Regions from separate parts of the Anser cygnoides genome. Here region 2 is linked to region 1. A link is a contact called in public Hi-C data. All regions are on one chromosome and are shown on one strand. The core of a region is the stretch at or near the end of the contact, and the rest is flanking DNA. Distances in the headings are between cores, read along the strand shown. Region 1 holds the start of CLTB (clathrin light chain B). Region 2 overlaps UIMC1 (ubiquitin interaction motif containing 1).

Region 1 (4,038 bases), core at 1,009-3,508:
TCGCCACAGCCCCACACGTGTGGGCCACCAGCTGAAGACCCCACGCTGGCCTGAGCGATGGACACCAGCAGGGCCACGTGCTGGAGCTTACGTTAGGGCTAGCAAGGTGTCAGGGTCCAGAGCCTGCCCGGGACAGCGAGGGGAAGGAGGCAGCGTGCTGCACTGCCTGCATTGCTGTCAGAGCCCCTAACCCACCAAATCCTCCCCGAGCTGCTGCTGTAGGGAATATGTGGGGGTCTCCTGCCACCCTCAAGGAGGGGGCTGGGCCAGGATCTCTGGTCTCCTGTCCTTGGAGGGATTCAGCCACCACCTCTCTCCCAAAACAAGCCTTTCTGGGCGTTTTATGCCTTTATGGCATTTTCACTCCTTTTTTTTTTTTTACTCTTATCTGAAGATTAGGGAAACTGTCCCAGGCGCAGGGCGGGAGGCAGTGCTCTGCCTGCACGCAGACAACCTGACCGCCCCCAGCTCTGCAACAGGCACAGGCTGCCACACACACACACGGGTGAGCCAGGAGCTGCCGGCCGAGCACCCAGCAGAGGCAGGGCTGCTCCGTGCCTGCGACAGAAGGCAGCGCTGCGGGGACAGAGCCCACAGCGACACCGCAGCGCGCTCTGCCCGCAGGGAGGAGGGCAGGCGGGCATGCCTGGGTCCTCAGGAGCCCGTCCGGGGGGAGCGAGCTGCAGGGTTAGGGCCGGGGATGAGGTACCGCGGACACCCACGGCTCAGGTACGGCCCCACGAGCTGCACACCGGCACCGCAAGGCGAGCCCCAGGGTGCTCAGCTCCCTGCTGCTGGGCAAAGAGGCTTTGAAAAAAGCACTCTCCGGGCCCTGAGCTCTCCCCGGCGATGACCAGGCTCGACCACAGGACCTGGGCTGGCCGCAGGCACAGGGAGACGCAGCGCGGCTCTGGAGCAGCTCGAGCAAGCACGGTCCCCACGGTGCTCGCCCTGCAGCTCCGGCTACACCCAGCTCCAGCCTGTCTGACTGCATTTACCACCGGGGCTGTCAGCACCTCTCTGGGCCAGCTGTGACTCCGCAGGTCCCTGTGGGCGGAAAGGAGGAACCACTGCAACGGGGGCAGCACGGGGAGGCCCCGTGGGCCCGCCTGCGTTAGGGGCAAGGGGGCCGTGGCAGCAACGTCCTTGCGCTCGTGGGGACAGGAGACCTCGGAGATCCTGCTGCCTACCGAAGGCCCTGCACGGAGGCACGAGATCAGGATTAGCACCTTTCACCTGCAGGGCCTGGGCTCACGATGCCCCCGGTGGAAACGCCTTCCGTTTTGCCACCTAAGCCATCCTGTCGGCGGTCCCAGCGGCAGGGCCGTCCGTCCGTCCGTCCACGGATGGCTGCACCCCGCCTGGATGCACCCCCCCGCGCTGCCCCGAGCTGGGGGCACTAAGACACGGAGACGGGGTCCTCGTCTAACTCAGGGGGCCCAGCACAGAGAAGGAACCGCCCCCCAGCCATCAACCCCAGGCTCGGGGCTCACCCCGCACCCTGAGGTTGAGGGGAAGGCACCCCAACGTCCCGGTGCCCAAGCACAGCCCCTGCCTGCCCATCGCAGGCACAGCCCTGACCCTGCACACCCTGGGGGTGCCGCAAAAACCCACGGGGAACCCCAAAACCCCCCGGATCCCCCCTTGTTCCGGGGGGGGGCTGCCCAGGGCCCCGACCCCGCCGTGTGCCCGCGGCCCCCCCCCCACACACCCGGAGCCCTGCGGCCGGGGGACCCGGGGCATGGCGGCGCTCACCGGGCTCCTGCGGGGCCGCCTGCCCGGGGGTGGCGGAGGCCGCCTCGCCGTCGGCGGGCCCGAAGCCCTCGTCGTTCTCGATGCCCGCGATCTCGCTCTCCTGCTGCGCCAGGAAAGCGGCGGCCGGGTCCTCCTCGGCGCCGGCACCCTCGGACGAGGAAAAAAAACCGAAGTCGTCGGCCATGGCCGGCTCCCCCCCGCCCCCGCTGCCGCCGCTCGGCTCGGCTGCCTTCGGCTCGGCCCCGGCGGGCCCGGGCGGAGCTGTCACTGCGGCGGCGGGCGGGGCGGCCGCGCTGACATCAGCGCCGGGACCTCCTCCCTCCCTCCTTCCCTCCCTGCCGCCGCCGGGAGCCGCTGCGGAGCCGCCTCGGCTTCCCTGCGGGCTCGAGGGGCCGGCGGACGCCGGCTCGGGGCGGCTCCGTTCCCCCTTCACGCGCGAGGCGGCGCCGGGAGGCGGCCCCGGGGCGGAGGGCGGCTGACGGCCGCCATCTTGGGTGTGGGCGCCGCCGCCGCCATCTTGGGGGCAGCCCGCAGCCCGCCCCGCCCTGCGGACTCTGGCGGCCGTCTCCGGAAACGGCCGAACGGCTTTCGGCGCTCTTCGGAAGTCTTCGCGAGCCAATCAGGAAGGGCCGAGCCCGCGAAAGCAGCGGATGGGCTTCGGGTTTTTCCGGAGATCTCCGAGAGCGCTTCGGCTATTTCCGGAAAGCGCTCGTGTATTTCCGGCGGCTGACGAGCAGCGGTTCGGCTTGTTAGCCGCGGGGAGGGGGGAGGAGAAGGGGGGGCGGGCAGCGCCGCCGACGTCATTTCCGGCGGGTGACGGAGCGGAGGGTCAGAGGCGGCAGCAAAATGGCGGCCCCTGAGGAGCGGGAGCTGACGGCAGAGCAGACCGAGAAGCTGCTGCAGTTCCAGGTGCGCCGCGCCGGGCACACCGCGGCACCGCCACCACCGCCGGGCCCCAACCGGCCCCAACCGGGCCGGGGGCGGCGGGCGGGCCCCGCCCGGAGCGGGTGCGGGGGCGCCGGGCCTGGCCCGAGCCGGGGCCGAGCGGCGGCCGCCCGGTGCTGGCGGCCGTGAGGCGTTCCCCGGGGCCCGGCGGGGCTCCCCCGGGCGGTGCGGGCTCCTCGGGGCCCGCTGAGGGGCCGGCGCTGTGCTCGGTGCCCGTTAGTCGGGGAGGCTGCTCGGTAACCCCCTGCCCCCGCGCGGGGACGGCTCCGCGGCCCGCCCCGGCCGTTTTGCGTAAGGCGGCTGAGAATTTCCCCTCCTTGCCCCCAGAAGCAGGCGCGGGCCTTTCCCGGGGCGTGCGGAGTTAGCCACGGCTCCCGAGGGGCCTGCGGCTTCCTAGAAGCTGTCGCTGCCCGTCCCGGTCCGGTGGTGCCTGCTGGGGGAGGCCCCCGGGGGCTGCAAGGATCCGATCTCTGCGTATCGCGGGCTGCGTCGCTCGGCCTTTGGTTTGCCGGGCTCTCGGGACCGCGCAGCACTTGAATCGTTAAAAAAAAAACGAAGCCCAGATGTGCTTACTGGGGAGAGAACTGCCCCAGAGTTGAAGTACTCAGGGGTGCTCAGTGGAAAAGTAATTAAGCTGTTGCTGGCCAATTAAAATTATCTTCAGGTGAGTTGGCTTTGTCTCTGAATTGTGAGGCATTCTGTGGTGTTGCCCAGGCTGTGCTTTTCTTCTATAAATACACCGTATTTCTAGAGCTCTTTGCCTAGCTTTTGTTGGTTCATATTGATCTTTAAGGACGTATTTTGGATTATTTTTTTTGTGCCATGTGCCTCTAGTTTATAGTGTTTAAAGGGTCTGCAGAGGCATCCAGTCCTGCCTCCTGTGGCAAAGTGAGGTGCAGGTGCTCCTCGTCACTTTATCTTGGAGCCAGGGGGAGCGAGCAGCCCCCTGAAGTCATCAACGGCAGCGTTACTCTATAGCCTTAGCTTTGGGAGATCCCGTCGGCTTTTAAAGAGATCCTCTCTAAACCTTTACTGCAAATTAAGCTCCTTGGGTGATCTTAATTCTCTGACAGATGAGGTGCAACAGCTTTAACGATTGCTTTCCCAGCATTGCTGTTTTCTCTGGTAAGTGGATGAGATTTAAGCCATTGTCTTGCGCTGCACGTATATGTGCACAAACTGCCCTGCGGCTCTCACTGCGAGCTATCGCAGCTCTTACTAACCTACAGGATCCAGACAGATAGGGCCAGCTGCACTCATCAGTTTCCCTGTTGCTATTTTCAAAGCCCTGTGGGCAGCTGTGAACCTAAAGAATCCCGTGTGTTTCCTCCTGCTACC
Region 2 (3,631 bases), core at 56-2,555, 110 kb after region 1:
ATCTGCAGCTGGTAAATCCATGTGCATTTTATCCCATTTTTCATTTACCTCTGTGACTCCACTTATTCTCTCCTTTAAAATTTGTTCAAAAGCCTTGTGCGTTGCCAAGGTCAGGCTAACATGTCAGTCATTACCCGGCTCCCTTTCTTCTTCCTCAGTGTACACATTACGCTTGCCATTCTCTAATCAGATGGAATTACAGCGGTTTATTAGCAGTCCTCGCTGGCAGGCCTGCGATTTCTCATGCCATTTCTCCAAGAAATCCAAGGGGTTTTTCTCCCTCCTCCTCTCAGGGTTTGATTTCTTCCATAGGTTTCAACTTCGATCAGCCCCAGTACTAGATGGCTGCTGCGCTTCCCCAGCAAGCCCCAACGCAAAGCCTCTTGCCAGATTTCCCTAAAGTGACTCCAGCCCCAAAATATTCTGTTTCATCTACACTGTTCTTTATTTCTTCACAGCCTAACACATCATTAACATAAAATACCACACCTCCTCCTTTACTTTGTGTTGTTGTCGTCGTTGAACTGCACGGATCTGAAGAACCACAAACCCTGCTCACAAACACCGTGCCACAATCCCGTTTTTCCTCCTGTATATGTTTTAAGGTACGGCACTAATTCAGGTCACCGGATTCTAATTCTCCAGAATTGGGTCGTTTTCTTCTGAATCTTTTAAGAGGCCACGAGTCCCCTGACCTTGTTTGAAAGGCTACGAAGGAATTTATGCTATTGGCACTGAGGTTTGTCAGGGCAGGTTCGCGGGCCAGGAGATGTCTCGAAGACGACGACCGCTCAGGTTGCCCATTGCCGTGGTGGAAGGTCGCTGCCCACTGCAGGCGAGGGGTTTCAGAGCAGGGCTACAGACCTCGCTGGCACACCACGAGGCTTTTTCAAGGGCAGCTGTGAGCCCGCAGGGATGGTTTCTGGCCTCGGCACAGCCCCAGACCTCCCACTGTCCCCACCGGCAAAGCAGCCCCTGGCGGCACTGGGACCGAGCCACGCAGCACATCGGGGACAGCGCTGCCCTGTGCCTGTCCTTCGTCACCGCCGGTGGAATTGTATTTGATAGAGGGAAAAAAATGGAGGCAAGGCACAAGCAAACATCAAACATATCGATCCTGCAAGTAAATCACCTGCGCTGGCCTCAGCATGCGACTGCGCAGAGAGGCGAAAGGAGAAGGGAGCAACCTCTCGAGCCAGGAGCGATAAGGCAGATGAAAGGTATTTAGAAATCCTTTTCTCTCCTGTAAATAGAAGACTGGCAAATTTTTGCCCGGGGTTGAAATTTTCAAGCTTGCTCCTCCCCTTGGTTTTTCACCTTAAAAATATCAGGAAGACTAAATCTCCATACACTTACAGCTCCTTAGGAGAGCTCTTGTGGTCAGGATGAGTACATTACAAGTTCCCACTCAGCACCACTAAAACCACTTTCTCCCCAAGAATTAATTAAGCATTAGCATTACACGGATAATAAGAGAAAAAAACACTCATATTTTTCAATACTAATTAAAAGTTCATGCCCCTCCCAGCTGCTGTAGCTTCCCCAGGGTTTTAGCGCACACAGCCGTAGATCTGCAGCCACCCCAATCTGCCGGAGCACCAAGACTTCAATTTCCAAAGAAAAAGACAGGGAGGGGAAAAAAAAAAGAAAAACACAGTTTGCCTTAAGAACCCTTCAGATCGTTTGTAACCATCCAAAAGAAATGAAAAAGGCGCAAGTCTGCCTCTTTCCTCTGCAGGTCACCTCTAAGGCTTGTTTAAATCTGTATCCGCTAAACCCAGCCAAAGCACTGTCACGACAAGTCACTTTTCAGCACAGGCTGCTCTGCACTTTTTCTGCAACCAGAAAATGCAGACATGACGTTTTTCTTAAGTGTTCAATATTACAAGACAGAATATAAATATCACAAAACAAGTTAAGTATCTTTCTAACACCAGGGTAAATGATCAAATACACTTGAAAACAGGAACAACAGAGCCGAGGCTTCAGTCATAGAGAAGATAAAGTTATACAATGATCCGGGAGTGAAGTCATTATGAAAAATGAGGGTTGGAAAAGGCTGACACAAACCTAAAATACAGCAGTAATAAATACTTCATCTGACTAGCAATCTGTTTAAACTTAGCAGTGACAGAAAGCTGCCTTCCGCTCCAGCGAGAGAGCCCTGACAGAGACAGAGGCTGACACCTAGCGTCTACCAGACCCAACAAGCAGGCACGGACAGAAGGTGCCGAGGCACGGGAGCAAGGACAGCGAGCGCTGCTGCCGCGACAGATCACCCCAGGCAGGCAGAACACACGTGCATGCGTGCCCAGCCCGTCACAGCTGCAACCAGAGCACCACGAGGGAAAAGAGCACCCGCAGGAGCGAAGCACTCACAAAACGGGGAGGCAAAAAGGAAAGGCCGCAGTGCAAGGAAAGCAGCCACGTTTCTGTCTGCGGAGGAAAACACAGAGCTCCTCACGCGGCCACAGGTTTCTAAGCTGGTTTGCCAGAGCGTTGTCTCGGTGCCCTGACGCCCTGCCAGGCTACACCCCTCTGAGAAGGAAGTGTCAGCTGGAAGTCTTTATCTCAGTGGTGCAGTGATGGACAGCTGCCAGGCTGCATGATGCCCCCACCACTTCTGAGCCGGGAAATCAGCCTGCAGGCTTTTCCTCTCCCTTTCACGGCAAGCTGGGTGGCTGGGGGAGGCAGCCCCTAAATTTAAGAGGAATGCTTATCAGCGGCGCCTGCTTTGCAGAAGGGACTGAATCCTAAAATGGAGGGAAGAGCACGACTGCTGAACCGCTGCTCATCAGAGCTCTTACCTGGCAGTAGCTCGTGGTCGGTTCGTCATCGGAAGTGGAGTTCTTCTCTTCTTCCATGTTGTGCCCTGGACTCTCTGCCTCCCTCCTCTTCGAAGGGAGGAGCCAGGTGATGCTCTCGCACTCCTTCTGCATGTCTGGGTCTCCATCTTCAGTATCATCAGCGACCCCATTCTCTCTACCTATCTGCTCTCCCTTCCCAAGCTCGTTTAGGCTCAAGGAAGAAGAACTGGGCACGACCGGGTTACCAAACTCCTTCTTATGCAACAGCTGCCTCTGAGCCTGCTTCAGGCTCTTCTGGTACACCTCCAGCTGGCACAAGATGACTTTGGTGTACTGGTTGGGGTCCACCCCCTTGGGGCAGAAGGGGATGCCCCAGTAATAGTGTACTGTGTCTCTCGCCTCCTCCTGCTTGTGCTTCTCCTCCGCCACATTTGGCATGCAAACCTCAGGGGAACTGTCAGGCACCTCCTTCTGCTCTGTGGAAGCACAGGCTCCGGCAGCGTGCCTGGGCTGTGAGGTGTGTTTGGGACCTGCCCCTCCACCGCTCCTCCTGGGACTGCCACCCTCCTCCACGGCCCAGCTCTTCCAGAGGGTGCCCGAGCTCCCAGCGCCGGCCTCTCCCGCAGAAAGGCCAGTGCAGGGCAGGGGCTGCTCTTTTGGTTCGTGGCCTGCTGCTTTGGAAGAGCCGGAGGGGCTTGTGAACAGTCTCCGAGGTGTCAGTTGCCAGGAGCCTGAAGTCACCCTGCCAAAGACGGGACTCAGAGACGTGAGGTCCTCTCCCAGGGTGCTAGGTAACACGCTACTGGAATCGCTTTTAGGTGGCG

The links. A called contact is a pair of places that touch in the nucleus more often than the background predicts.
Region 2: a contact with region 1 is called in a Hi-C map of liver, with 3 times the contacts expected there. The contact joins the enhancer-like site here to the promoter of CLTB in region 1. A contact is called at or near these places in 2 of 7 Hi-C or Micro-C datasets (both in liver).

Annotation. Positions count from the first base shown.
Region 1 is chr14:9,168,214-9,172,251 of Taihu_goose_T2T_genome, forward strand. CLTB (clathrin light chain B) reads right to left here and starts at 2,259. Exons shown (of 6, transcript XM_048080421.2): 1 at 1,756-2,259. The coding sequence starts at 1,939. It overlaps FAF2 (Fas associated factor family member 2), which reads left to right and starts at 2,510. Exons shown (of 11, transcript XM_048080420.2): 1 at 2,510-2,664. The coding sequence starts at 2,602.
Region 2 is chr14:9,276,111-9,279,741 of Taihu_goose_T2T_genome, forward strand. UIMC1 (ubiquitin interaction motif containing 1) reads right to left here. Exons shown (of 13, transcript XM_067005403.1): 5 at 2,808-3,631. Among named protein-coding and RNA genes, the nearest start is that of UIMC1, 19 kb to the right of the region's middle. Within about 2 kb of position 1,306, at least 2 of the 3 cell types and tissues checked have open chromatin away from gene starts, as enhancers often do. A contact at or near this core is called in liver, where this site is marked.